Regions from separate parts of the Sus scrofa genome. Here region 1 is linked to region 2. The links are chromatin contacts, called in public HiChIP or PLAC-seq maps. All regions are on one chromosome and are shown on one strand. Each heading gives the region's core, a stretch centred on a gene start, on an enhancer-like site or on the middle of the called end of the contact. The rest is flanking DNA. Distances are from core to core; before and after follow the strand shown.

What was found. HiChIP or PLAC-seq counts read pairs in DNA pulled down with a chosen protein or histone mark.
Region 1: an H3K27ac HiChIP or PLAC-seq map of alveolar macrophages shows a contact between it and region 2. The contact joins the enhancer-like site here to the promoter of CS in region 2. A contact is called at or near these places in 3 of 47 Hi-C or Micro-C datasets (blood, retroperitoneal adipose tissue and subcutaneous adipose tissue) and 1 of 2 datasets of contacts at active chromatin or transcription factors (alveolar macrophages).

The regions. Positions count from the first base shown.
Region 1 is chr5:21,786,421-21,793,554 of Sscrofa11.1, reverse strand. MIP (lens fiber major intrinsic protein) reads left to right here. Exons shown (of 6, transcript XM_021092895.1): 3 at 136-366; 4 at 1,046-1,210; 5 at 1,628-1,708; 6 at 4,134-4,515. The coding sequence ends at 4,319. Among named protein-coding and RNA genes, the nearest start is that of SPRYD4, 14 kb to the left of the region's middle. Within about 2 kb of position 5,759, at least 62 of the 83 cell types and tissues checked have an H3K27ac peak or open chromatin away from gene starts, as enhancers often do. A contact at or near this core is called in alveolar macrophages, retroperitoneal adipose tissue and subcutaneous adipose tissue, where this site is marked.
Region 2 is chr5:21,698,658-21,705,926 of Sscrofa11.1, reverse strand. CS (citrate synthase) reads left to right here and starts at 5,364. Exons shown (of 11, transcript NM_214276.1): 1 at 5,364-5,411. The coding sequence starts at 5,370.

The DNA of each region.
Region 1 (7,134 bases), core at 4,510-7,009, 87 kb before region 2:
CCTGCCATGTGGGAACTGCGGTCAGCCTCCTTCTGGAGGGCCATATTTGCTGAGTTCTTTGCCACCCTCTTCTATGTCTTCTTTGGGCTGGGGGCTTCACTGCGTTGGACCCCGGGACCACTTCATGTCTTACAGGTGGCTCTGGCCTTTGGCCTGGCCCTGGCTACCCTGGTGCAGGCTGTGGGCCACATCAGCGGAGCCCATGTCAACCCCGCCGTCACTTTCGCCTTCCTCGTGGGCTCCCAGATGTCTCTGTTCCGTGCCTTCTGCTACATGGCAGCCCAGCTCCTGGGAGCAGTGGCTGGAGCCGCTGTTCTGTACAGTGTTACCCCGCCTGCCGTCCGAGGAAACCTAGCACTTAATACGGTAATGGTTGGCCAATTGGGGCGAGGGGAACCCGAAGCTCCCACTTCCTGCCTGTGCAGGTGGATCAGTTCCCCAGGGGTCTGGGATATTGTATGTGAGTGTGTGTTTCAAGGTGGGAAGAATCAACAGGTGCTCTGGAGAGGTAAAGAAGTCATAGAGCCCTGGAACTGAGTTCAGGTCCCAGCTTCCCTCCTAACACCTTGCAGGTTCTTTTTTTTTTTTTTTTTTTTTTTTTTTTAGGACCACATCTGCAGCATATGGAGGTTCCCAGGCTAGGGTTCAAATTGGAGCTGCATCTGAAGGCCCCAGCCACAGCAATGCCAGATCCTTAAACCACTGAGTGGGACCAGGGATTGATTGAACCCGCATCCTCATGGATACTAGTTGGGTTCATTTCTGCTGAGCCATAACAGGAACTCCACCCTACAGATTCTCGAAGAAACTTATTTTACCTTGTGGGGCCTCCGTTTCCTCACCCATGTAAGCAGGCACATTTATTTCTAGCATGAAGGAGTATTATTAGAATAAATTAAGGAACAAATACAATTACTATGAAGGTGGTTGTATGATCTCCTCTCCAGGGAAGTGCTGTCGTAAGGAGTTCCTGCCTGGGAAGCCTTGAGCAGGTAAGGCTGCAGCAGCCCTAATGAGCTCCCTCCCTTCTTCTTCCTTTGCCCAGTTGCACCCTGGGGTGAGCGTGGGCCAGGCCACCATAGTGGAGATCTTCTTGACACTCCAGTTCGTGCTCTGCATCTTTGCCACGTACGATGAGAGGCGGAATGGCCGCCTGGGCTCCGTGGCCCTGGCTGTTGGCTTCTCCCTCACCCTGGGGCACCTCTTTGGGGTAAGCAGGAGAGGGGAGTAACCTCTCATTTAAAGATACCGGGACCCCAAAATTTTTTCTGATTTTACTGCTTCACTGTCAAATCGTTACCCATCTCCCTCTGTATCAATCAGCCCAGAGGAATCAACCCTGCTCTGTTCTTCTGCCTTGTGTTAGCATTAGCTAGTCCTTCTTGACCTCCAGATGGTAAGGCACGCATCTTGGGTAAATGGAAGCTTTGCCTAGGGATCCATAGTCTGTCCCCAGATGGGGCATCGGTGACTTCACTCCACTGTGGGACTTCTGTGCAGGTTGTCCTTCCCTACTTGCTGCTGGCTGGAAGCAAGGTGCCAACTCTCTGGGGCAAGTGGGTGGTGGGAAAGAAGCTAGGGTGGAGAAGGGGGGCAAGTGTCTCAGTTACAACTTTGTCTTTTGCAGATGTATTATACCGGTGCAGGCATGAACCCTGCCCGCTCCTTTGCTCCTGCCATTCTTACCAGAAGCTTCACCAACCACTGGGTGAGTGAGAGGAGAAGGGCAAAATCCTGAAGCCCTTATGGATGGGTGTGGACTGCAGGTTCCAGATTTGGTTCCTGCTTTCCATCTGGATGTGTTGAGTGCTGTACCAGCTGTCAGCCAAGGGGGCTGTCACCGCGTTTTCTTGCCTGTGTGAGCAAGATTCATTATTTTGCTAGAAAGAGAGGTTTTTGTTCATATTAGTTAGTCAGAGATTTTTACTAAGTATCCACTGGATTCCAAAACTGGGGGCTATTGGAGTTCCCTAGTGGCTCAGTGGTTCAAAGATCTGGAATGCTCACTGCTGTGGTGCAAGTTCGATCCTTGGCCCAGGGACTTTCACATGCCAAGTGTGTAGCCAAAAAAACAAAACAAACAAAACAAAACAAAAACAGGAGTTCCCATCGTGGCACAGTGGAAATGAATCCAACTGGAAACCATGAGGTTGTGGGTTCAATCCCTGGCCTTGCTCAGTAGGTTAAAGATCTGGCATTACTGTGAGCTGAGATATAGTTTGCAGACAAGGCTCAGCTCTGGCATTGCTGTGGCTGTGGTGTTGGTGAACAGCTGTAGCTCCAACTGGACCCCTAGCCTGGGAACCTCCGTATGCCAAGAGTATGGCCCTAAAAAGCAAACAAAACAAAACAAAACAAAAAAACAGACAAAAACTCCAGTAAAATAACCAGGGGACATGAGGACAAACTACTGAAAAGGAAGGAAACTTCTACTCTCAGAGATCAGGGTATGTATGAGCACAAATGGGCCTGAGCCTCATCCCAGTTCTAGCACTTTACTAGCCTTGTGTGTGACCATGGCAAACAAACTCAATCATTCTGCAACTTGGTTTCCTTAACTATAAAATGGGATGTTCTGACAAATAAGTATGAAACTTTTACGCATGAAATATTTAGCACAGAATCTGATATGGAATGAGGCCTCAATAGAAGTTCCAGTTGTGGCTCAGTGGTAATGAACTTGACTAGTATCTATGAGGACCCAGGTTCAACCCCTGGATTGACCTCAGTGGATTAAAGGATCCGATGTTGCTGTGAACTGTGGTGTAGGTCACAGAAACAGCTCAGTTCTCTGTTCCTGTGGCTGTCTCGTAAACTAGCAGCTATAGCTCCAATTCAATCCCTAGCCTGGGAATTTTCATATGCTGCAGGTTTGGCCCTAAAAAAAAAAAAAAAAAAAAAGACAACCTCCCCCCCCAGCCCCCTAAACGTCTTCAATAAAAATTGGCTATTTTTGGAGTTTTCTTTTGGCACATCAGGTTAAGGATATTGAGTTGTCACCACAGCAGCTTGGCTTGCTGCTGCGGCATGGGTTCAACTCCAGGCCCAGAACTTCCATAAGCCACAGTCATGGCCAAAAAACAAAACAAAACAAAAAAAAAACTGTCCATTTTTGTGTCGTTTGGCCATATGCCAGCCAAACATATGAAAATAACTCAAAAAATTTTTCAGGAGTTCCTGTCGTGGCTCAGTGGTTAACGAATCCGACTAGGAACCATGAGGTTGCAGGTTTGATCCCTGGCCTTGCTCAGTGGATTAAGGATCCTGCACTGCGGTGAGCTGTGATGCAGGTCACAGACGTGGCTGGGATCCCAAGTTGCTGTGGCTCTGGCACAGGCCAGTGCCTACAGCTCCGATTTGACCCCTAGCCTGGGAACCTTCATATGCCACGGGAGCGGACCTAGAAAAGACAACAACAACAAAAAAATTCAAAATTGTATATCCATTTTCATGGCACCATTATTCACAACAGCCAAAAGGAGGAAACAATCCAATCCTTACAAATTAATAGATAAACAAAATGTAGTCTTTTTTAGGGCCTCACCCACGGCATATGGAGGGTTCCAAGGCTAGGGGTCCAATCGGAACTGTAGCAGCTGGCCTGCACCACAGCCACAGCAATGCCAGATCCGAGCTGCATCTTCGACTTACACCACAGCTCACGGCAATGCCAGACCCTTAACCCCCTGAGTGAGGCCAGAGATCGAACCCATGTCCTCATGATACTAGTCAGATTCATTTTCACTGAGCCACGACGGGAACTCCCAAGATGGTAAATTTTATGTTATGTGTATCTTACCACAATTAAAAAGAAACTTTTGGAGTTCCCTTTGTGGCACAGTGTAAACGAATTCGACTAGTAACCATGAGGTTGCAGTTTCCATCCCTGGCCTCGCTCAGTGGGTTAAGGATCCGGCTTTGCCACTGCAACTGCACTCGGGTTTGTGGGTGTGCCCCCCCCCAAAAAAACCCAAAAAACCACAAATAAACAGACACTGATTTCTGCTTAAATAGTGCCCAATTGTATGTGCCAAGTGCAGGATGTTTGTTTTTCAGCAGTGAGATTGGAAAAAGAGCAGCCTTGCTCTTGGGTTGCCTCCCCAAAACTGATTATCCCTTTCCTCTTCTAACAGGTGTACTGGGTGGGCCCAATCATTGGCGCGGGCCTGGGCAGTCTCCTTTACGACTTTCTCCTCTTCCCCCGGCTCAAGAGTGTTTCTGAGAGACTGTCTATTCTCAAGGGTGCCAGGCCCAGTGACTCCAATGGACAACCAGAGGGCACAGGGGAACCTGTTGAACTGAAGACCCAGGCACTGTAAAAGCTCCAGCTGGATCAGAAGGAGTAGGAATCTTCTGGGTTTACATGGAGGGGCCTGGATGAAGAAAGAGACTGTGGGAGGGGCATGTACTTCTTTATTTTTAAATTTATGTGTGTGTGTTTTTTTGCCTTTTGCCGTGTGAAATCTTTCAAGTTGCATTCATGAGCTGGTTGGTGCAAACTTCCCTTCCTCCCCATCCCACCTCTCTTCGCCGCTGTGCGTGCATGGTTGTTTGTATGACTGTGAGTGAACATGGCTATGTCTGAGTTTGGGGGCATGGCGTGAGAGGTAGGGAAGGGAAAAGAGGTGTCATCCTACACCTTCCTCTCCCAACCTGGTGTGGTAAGTACAGGACACCAAGACCTTACGGCCTTTACCATAGTGCCAGTCAAGTGTATGGCTCTGGGTTTCTGAGGGAGCAGGGAAGCAGTTAGTTACTCCTTAGAGGAGGCAGGTGGAGAGAGAAGTGCAGGAGACTGAGGCATTCCAAGGGTTGGGAGAAGCAGCTGAAAGTTGGAGAGGAAATGGAGGTGTCCACCCCAGATCAGGATGCAGTTGTACCAAAAAGTTTTGGAGAAGTTAACAGGAGAGTGTAGCTTACTTATCTCAGGGATGCTTGCCCCAGGGACTTGGGTGGGGAAGTAGCTCTGAGAAAAGCGAACACTGGAGTTTGAATTGTTCTGTAAATCCACATCAACCTGTCTACACCACTTGGCTGGGTTTTGTTTTCATTCTGGCAGGATGGATCTCTTGGAGGCCCTGGGCCATTGAGCTCCCCAGCTGAATAAAGGGTGGGTGAACCTAGAATCTGGAAAAATTAAGTAGCTATCCTCCCTGTGTGGCCTCCAGGCAGATGATATTTAAGCCCAGAAGAGCTCCCTTAGGCCAAAACAGGAAATCTGATGCCTGGAGCAAAGGCAGAGGTAGGGGGAAGTGGTGGGAGAGAATTTGACCCTCAAGAGTTTTAATTTACAGCAGACCAAAACACTCTTCAAATGGCATCTTTCCGCTTTTATCACCAGTTCTAAAGTCGTCTTTATTTTCCTTTTCTGTGTTTGTCCTTTCACTTTTCTCTCATCTGTCCTTCTCATCTTCAGCAAATCTCTTCTAACTCTACACATGTCCCAGAAATTGATTCTTTCTATCCAACTCTTAATAATTCAAGAGACACCGTTTGATCCCTATCTTCTGTTGATGGGAAAATACTCATCTCAACAGGGGCCAGAGGAGACCCTGACCTAATGATCCTAATGATGAGTACTTATGTTAACCTCTTCCATTTTGAAGCCTCCTGCATGCTTCGCAAGCTTTAAACCTATACCTGTAGTAAGACAGACACCCCAGCCCAGCAAAAGACCACTTTCCCGCCTAGCTCAACTCTCCAATTCCTCACAAATAAAGCCTACCTTTTCTAACTAATCGTGGGTAAGACTTTGGAATAATCCACTTGACTAGGAGAAGGGGAAGAATGTCTGCACATTCACCTCTCCTCGGACTTAGATCCCAATTATTTTCATTCAGCAGGAAATCCACTGCGCTGTGAGTTTTGGCTCAATTTAAGGGACCGACTCAGATAAAACATTACTTGTACTCGCTTCCCTTTTTCTTAATTCATCACCAACATTCACCCCCCCCGCCCGCTCGGGGTCACATGGACCAGTCCTGTTCGCCCCGCCCCCTCCCTACGTAGGCGGGGGGCTGGTCTGGCGCTCCCGGGTGGCGGGAAACGTACTGCCCTGCGCGTGAGGGGCTCTGGTTCCGCGGGGATCTTGAAGACCGGCGGGGAGCGGGTGAGTGACGGTGTGGGCGAGAGGGCTCTAAGCAGCTTGCGTCCCTTCGAGCCGTGGGGGCACTCCTGGGAGGAGCGGAGTTCCCTTTCTTGCCACCCAGTTTAAAAGCAGGGGGCGGGACGCGCGCTTTAGGTGCGCACGCGCAATTCCCCACCCGGCGTTCTAGGTAGGTGCAGCACTGTTTCCAACTTACCTGGGATGGCCCCTTATTCTCCTCGTGCCACTCAGCACTGCTTTGCCCTCACGCGGGGTGGGGCTGTGATGCGAAGGGGCTTGGAACCCCTGAAGTAAGACAGGAGCTTCCCGGGCATTTCCACTTTGGAACTCCTTGTCCAGTTAAGACCTGGAAAAAAAGCCAGGTGGGCAGCTTGGAGCCAGAATTCACTGGTCGCTTGACTTAAATCTTGAGTTTTTATGAAATGAATTTCTCATTCCCTTCCCTCCTTTCCCTCGCTGGCCCATCAGCCATTAAGTTCCATCCCTGAAGCCACTCAGTTCTTTACTCGGCCCTTGTGCTGCCATTACATAATTACCTTTATAAAAGTCAATCTGGACATTTCAAATTAAATTTAAAACTCCTCTCTGGCCACCCACAGTCAGGTTTAAATCCTTAGTGGGTGTCCAGGGTCTTTGGCAGTCTGGCCCTGATCCTCTCAGCTCATTTTTTTTTCTATGTTTTCCTGTCTCATGCCCTTTATACTCACAGCCCTCAGAAAATTGTGCTCTTTCATGCCTCAGTACCTATGCTCCTGCTGCTCCTGCTGCTCCTTCTGCCAAATGAACTTCATTTTCAGGATTGAGCTGAATTGTACCTCTGAAAACCTCTATTTCCAGACATCCTAGGCCAAAGTAATCACTTTTTTCTTTGTGTCCCTGATGTATTTTACCTCTCTATTATCAGTGGCACTTATACAGCCAAAAGGTTACTGAGCTCCCACCATGAACTGTGTGTGCACTGTGCTCACGGGTGGAGAGAAATGAATAGAACAGAGTTCTGTTAGGAACTGGAACTGGGAGGAAGAACG
Region 2 (7,269 bases), core at 4,115-6,614:
TGTATGTGAAAATGCAGCCCTTTAAAAAATAAGTTTTAGAGGATTTTTTGCTTTTGTAAAAAGGATTCAGAGCAGAAACAAGATTCCTTTAAATACAGGGCAGAGATGAACAGCAAGGGAAAAAGAAATAGTATATGTTAAGTAGCCATAACAAGCACAACACATACTTATTTAATCTTTACAGCTTTAAAAAATACCACATGTTGGAGTTCCCGTCGTGGCACAGTGGTTAACAAATCTGATTAGGAGCCATGAGGTTGCGGGTTCCACCCCTGGCCTTGCTCAGTGGGTTAAGGATCTGGTGTTGCCGTGAGCTGTGGTGTAGGTCACACACAGCTCAGATCCCGCCTTGCTGTGGCTCTGGCATAGACCGAGGTCTACAGCTCCAATTAGACCCCTAGCCTGGGAATCTCTGTATGCCATGGGAAGCGGCCCTAGAAAAGGAAAAAAAAAAAAAAAGACACACACACACACACACACACACACACACACACACACTACTAGATGTTACTCCCAATTACGGATGAAGAAACCAAGCTCAAGGGTGGGCAGGGGAGCCACACACACACACACACACACACACACACACACACACACACACACACACACACACACACACACACACACTACTAGATGTTACTCCCAATACGGAAAAAAACCAACAACACACACACACACACACACACACACACACACACACACACACACACACACACCACACACACACACACACACACACACACACACACACACACACTACTAGATGTTACTCCCAATTACGGATGAAGAAACCAAGCTCAAGGGTGGGCAGGGGAGCCAAAGCTTCATCTTATCCCTAGACCAGTGGAGTCTCCAGGTAGTTCCCAGAGGCTATATAAAATGGTACTTTGTTTGAAAATTACCTTCAAGTTTGAACACATGCCCCTCTGAGTCTAAAAATATACAGTGAAAAAGCACTATATCCTCTTTTCAGCCATTTTTCCAGACTGATTATTCTTTTTTTTTCTTTTAGGGCTCTACCTGCAACATATGGAAGTTCTGGGGCTAGGGGTCGAATCAGAGCTGCAGTTACCAGCCTGTGCCACAGCCACAGCAACTCAGGATCCTTAACCCACTGAGTGGGGCCAGATATCAAACCTGTATCTTCGTGGATACTAATCAGGTTTCTAACCCATTGAGCCACAGTGGGAACTCCTAACTATCCCTTTTAAGAAGCAATTTCTGCCTGCCTGGTCATTTTATTTTATTTTATATTGCTTTTTAGGACTGCACCCATGACATATGGAGGTTCCCAGGCTAGGGGTCTAATCAGAGCTGTAGCTGGTGGCCTTTGCCACAGCAACCTGGGATCCAAGCCACGTCTTCGATCCTAACCACAGCTCACGGCAACACTGGATCCTTAAGCCACTGAGAGAGACCAGGGATCGAACCCACATTCTCATGGTTCCTAGTTGGATTCCTTTCCACTGTGCCACAATGGGACCTCCCTCCCCACCCCGGTCATTTTAGATGCTAAATGTTTGTCTCTCCTACATTTATTACCTGTTTTTTGGAAGGGTCATCATTCATCATGTATTTCAGGAATGAGTGTACAAAGGTTTGACAGGATGAATAAGACTATAATTCCTTATCTTTTAAAATATCTTTAAATATAGCAACACACAGAGCTAATGTGCCCAAGAAACAACAATAACTCAAAGTCCCCTTCCTGAATTGCAGCTGACAGTTTATAGTCATCACCATATAGATAATACACCTTAGAAGTTAAAACAGGAGTTTCCATCATGGCGCAGTGGAAACGAATCCAACTAGGAACCATGAGGATGCAGGTTCAATCCCTGGCCTTTCTCAGTGGGTTAAGGATCCAGCATTGCTGTGAGTTGTGGTATAGGTCCAGATGCAGCTTGGATCCTACTTTGCTGTGGCTGTGGTGTAGGCTGGACGGCTACAGCTCCGAATAGACCCCTAGCCTTGGAACCTCCATATGCCACGGGTTCAGCCCTAAAAAAAAAAGAAGTTAAAACACAATTTCTGGACTGAGGCCAACCTAGGTCTGAATTCAAGCAATGCCAATTACAAGCTACAGTCCTGAGCAGGACACTTTTTTTTTTTTGGCTTTTTGGGGCTGCACCTGCGGCATATGGAGTTTCCTAGGCTAGGGGTTGAATCAGAGCTGCAGCCACCGTCCTGTGCCACAGCCATAGCAACTCAGGATCTGAGCCTTGTCTGTGACCTACACCACAGCTCACAGCAATGCTGGATCCTTAATCCTCTGAGCAAGGCCAGGGATCGAACCTTCATCCTCATGGATACTTACTTGTTGGGTTCCTTATTGGCTGAGCCACACGGGGAACTCCCTGAGCAGGATACTTTAAACCTTGGTTTCCTCCTCTGTAGAGATATTACTGTTACCTACCTTCCTTAGAGTTGTGAGGATTAACTCACGTAATGTGTGTACCACATTTACCTAGTATCTGGAAATAGTAAATATTCAATGCCTTTTAGTTATTACCCTTTAAATAAAGGAATTTGGTTTACTGATGCGAGTTTAAGTTTAGGCTGCATTCTCCTGTTTATCCTTGGCCACCAGGGGGCACCATTGCCTCTGTCCATTTTTAAGAGGTCATTTCAAGGTCAAGATGACCTCAATCCTCAGCCCTCTCCCCTTTGCTCGCTCCAGTTCTCAGGCACTTAGTTGTATTTAGACCTAGGGCTAATTTGGCTGCTTTATTCATGCTAATCCTTCTCCCTTAACTTTCCCCCTGACCTCCCCAGGTCCCAGTCATGGTCAAGGAAAGACTCTAAGCCAGCTCCTGGGAGATACCATTTAGTCCTTTTGAACTCCCTGGTCTTTCCCATTGGCCTTATAGCAGTGGATATCAGGACTGAACAACTTCAAAACAAATCATAAAGTCCTCATGACACAGGCTTCAGGACACTGTAAACATTATGGTTCCCCACCCTTCCTCCAAATGCCAGCGCTCCAAACTAAGTTACCCTTATGGTCACTCAATAATTATCCCTTTGGTAGCCTCATCCTGAGAATGCCTCCTGTTCTCTTGGAGCACTGGCGTTCAGTCCTCTAGTATGCTGGCTAGTCTCTGTGGATAATTAACCAGAGAGAAGAAACCAGGTCAGACTCTTCCAGAGTTAGGAGGAAAACTTCTGTGAGATGCTAAATTGGGAGCAGATATTGATCAGTGGAGCTTTGAAGTCACCGAATTGATAGCTGAGGTCAGTCCTCTGAGGCACTGCTGGGCTCTTCTTTATGAAGTTCTTTGCTAAGACCTACCTCACCTCCAAGCCAGAGGTGCATTGGTTGGTAGGTGTAACGCTGAGTACCAGGAAACTTGGGAAGAGAAAATGGCATTCTTTCTCTTTTTTCCAAGTCCAAGCTATAAACGAGGTTCTTTATAAACTGGGTCTATCTAAACCTGGCTTAGATGGTACTGAGACCTCTGAACTTTGATACTGCTGTGTGAGGAGATAAAAGAACTGTTCACTTGGGGCTGGGGTTTGTAGATAAAGTGCCTTAGTCCTTGGGTCAGTTCCCCCCTGCCCTCAGGTCAATGACAATGAAAGGCCTGGGGAGGTAGAAAGGTCCTAAGTTCTTGTCTACCGAGAGGAATTAGTTAAGAATGATATGAAAGCAGTTTCCATCGTGGCGCAGTGGAAAAGAATCTGACTAGAAACCATGAAGTTGTGGATTCAATCCCTAGCCTTGCTCAGTGGATTAAGGATCTGGCATTGCCCTGAACTGTGGTATAGGTCACATATGTGGCTGGGATCCCGTGTCATGTGGCTGTGGCATAGGCTGGCGGCTCTAGCTTTGATTCAACCACAGACCTGGAAACCTCCGTATGCCTCGGGTGTAGCTCTAAAAAGCAGAGGAAGAAAAAGATAATGAAAGGTCATTTTAGTGCTATGGTTCATTTATAACGGTCTCTGGGGAGCATGATAAAAAGTGTATAGAAGACAGCCAAATAGGTGTAAAGGTCCGGAGGTCCTATGGGAGTGACAGCAGTGATGTGACAAAAAGGGAGGTGATGAAGTTCCATTGTGGCACAGCAGAATAAAGATCCAGTTTGTCACTGCTGTGGCACGTGTTCATCCCTGGCCCAGGAAATCAGGCTGCAGGCCTTGGCCAAAGGGGGGGGGGTGAGGTGATTTTTGTTGCGGGTTGGTTTTTGACGCCTCAACTTTTTTTTTTATAGTCACACCTGTGGGTTATGGAAGTTCCTGGGCTAGGGGTGGAATCAGAACTGCAGCTGCTGGCCACAGCAATGTTGGATCTGAGCTTCTCTCATCTGTGAACTTCCCCACAGCTTGAGGCAGTGCCAGATCCTTAACCCACTGAGCGAGCCGGGGATAAACCTGCATCCTCATGGACACTATGTCAGGTTCTTAACCCACTGAGCTACAGTGGGAACTCCAAGCTCATCTTTCAGCTAGATAGATGTGGGGTGGACTGGCTGTGTGGGGTTATGTGACTGGAGTGGCACTGAAACTAATGATCTGTACCCAGAGGGCCTGACCTGCACCGGAAGCCTTCATATTAAGGGGGCCTAGTAAGATTTGGATTTCTTGGCACTAGACACAAAACTGAGAGTCCGCAAAAACCACTGGATATTCAGGGACCTACCTCAGCTTTCCTTCTCCACATTCTGGGGTCTGTTGGTATCTACAATGCCATGGCTTCCGCTTGCCTCAAATGACCTCCACCAAGTAGCTAACTCTAACATCACTGCCTCTGTCCACATTGTATCACCTCTATGGCCATTAAGTCATTGACCAAAGACACTGTTCAAGATAGCATGCCAAAGAAGTAGGACCACTTGCATTGATAGTGTATTAAGGGGTTGACTTCCGAGGACCTTTAAAAATCGAAGTCCTTAGCGCTTTTTCACTAAAAGCCATCTCAGAATTAACCCCAACTGTGGATAAGGGTTAAGGAGAAAGCCTAAGAAGGAAGTTAACTGGGGTCTCAGGCACATACTTAGCCACCTATACGCTTCCCCCCGCCCTTACACCCTTAATTAGCCTACCTCGGACGGTCCAATCCTCCCCATCACAACTGCTGTCAACGGCTTAGGGCCCGCCCCCCACGCAGGCCGGACCAATGGCCGAGCCCGGAGCAAGCCCTTGAGAGGGGGCGGGAGCGGGTTCCGGGCGGTAGGCGGGGCTTCCTTGAGGACCCCGGGCTGGGCGCCGCCGCCGGCTCGTCTACCCTTTCCCTCAGCAGCCTCCTTTCAACCTTGTCCCCCCCCCAAGCCAGCGCGGCTTCTGGGGCAGCGGCGGCGGCAGCTCCCGTTCCTGCCGCATTTCTCTTCCCTCCTTCCCTCCCCGCCAGATCTCCGAATTCGCCTGCCATGGCCTTACTCACTGCGGCCGCCCGGCTCTTCGGAGCCAAGGTGAGTAACTAAGGGAGGGAGCGCGCCGTCCTGGGGTGGGGCTGAGGAGACTGCAGGCCCTCAAGCTCCGGGGTCTCCCTCCCCTACCCAGACGCACTCCAGCGCGTCTTAAAGGCACCCTGCGCTTGGCTGGCCGCCAGCCCTGCCTGGAGCTCCCAGGGCCATGTGCTTCGCTGGCCTTCCGGCCCCTGGGGTGAAAGGAGTGCTACTCGCCCGGCTTGCGGTCTTGGGTGGGTGGGGAGGCCGGACCCTACTGTCACCTCGCATGTCTGGAGCGGCGGGGTCGGGGGTGCGGGCGGATGCTTGGCCTTGGAAAAAGGAGCCGCTAATGCAGAACATAGGTGTTGTGTTCCATTGGAGTTAGGAAAAGAGCCTGTTTGGAGGAGGGGGCGGGGTAAGACAAGTGGCCGCGGTAAGACAAGCGGCAGGGGTGAGCAAGTGTGCTCACTCTATCCCTGGACCAAAGCTGGAGCAGTAGCTAATTTCGGCTTCTGCTTTGTAGAAAGGGCCTTGTCAGTTTCTGAACTGCCTGCTTGCATTTTTCCACCCAGTTACTTTAGTGATCAAGCCGTAGCAGTCCTTGCTAGAGGAATGCGACCCTGGGTCCTCTTTGTCCTTGGAACTCTTGTACTTTTTATGTAGGAGGAGCTTGGGTGGGTGGAGCGCCTGTGTAAAACCTTCTTCATGATTATCACATATGATTGGAGAAAGAACCGGAAAAGTTATTTGCCCAAACTGCAGGCTAAGTGAAGATCCAGGGCAGAAGATAGTAATTCCAAGGTTACATGACTGGTCCTCCTACTTACTCACTCAGGTTTTGTTATTAGTTCGCTCTACCTAGGAGAGGTTCTTCTTATTCTGTGGGGTCTTTTACTTGACTTTTGCTACCCCTGGGACCATAGGAGTATTGTTGCAGGTAATGGTGCTTTCAATTTCATATTGCCAAAATTACTTTTGTCGCTGGGTAACTTGACCCTTTAAACAGAGAAACTGCTGTGCTGAGGGGAGTCCCAGCCTTCTAATCCAAGGAGGGACAGTTCCACAAGTGACCTTGACTCCTGCAAAGAACTTATACTTTCTCTTTTGCAGACAGATTAAAGCTGCCAGCACCTGAAGGGAAGGAAAGGAAAACTTTAGAATGGTGTTGGCTTACTGTGTGTTATCTTGCATGGCTGGCAGACAAGGTGAGGCCTATAGGATTTACACTGGGGTTCTTTCAGGCACTCAGCAGCAGAGTGGAGGCTGATCATTTGGGAGATACATGTCTTATTTGACAGTAGTTCTCCCACTGCCAGAGAACAGGGTAAGGAAGCCTCTTGGGAAATGAAGCAAGTTCTAGATAGTGTTTTGGCAGAATACAGGACACTATAATTAGCTCATTCCAGAGCTGCTAACCCAGACCAGATTGTCTAACCCTAGGGTGAGTTTGAAAAAGCTTTTAGAATTTAGATTTGAATTTATTTTGTCTCCTAAGCCTCTGGAGAAACTCCGAAAGCTTTTGGGTTGACCAGGTTACCTAATTATAGTGTCATTATTGTTTTGTTTACTTTCCTGTTAAAGATGCACCTAAGGATTCCAGAAACCTGTATATTGGAAGCCACTAGAAGGCTTTTGACCCTTAAAATTAACAAAGCCCAATAGTCTGAGGAGTGGAAATTTCCTGAGATCTAAGCAGTATAGCCAGGATATCAAAAAGCCTTTCACTTTGTCAGCATTGCCAGCTCCTGCCTGAGCTTTGCAGATTATCCTGTGGCTTAATTGGTACTCAGTTTTACTTTTGCTATTAAGGTAGGCTTTAGAAGGCAAAAATAGTCTTTTAACCCCAGAAAACTGACCTCTGCCCACTTTAATTCTCAGG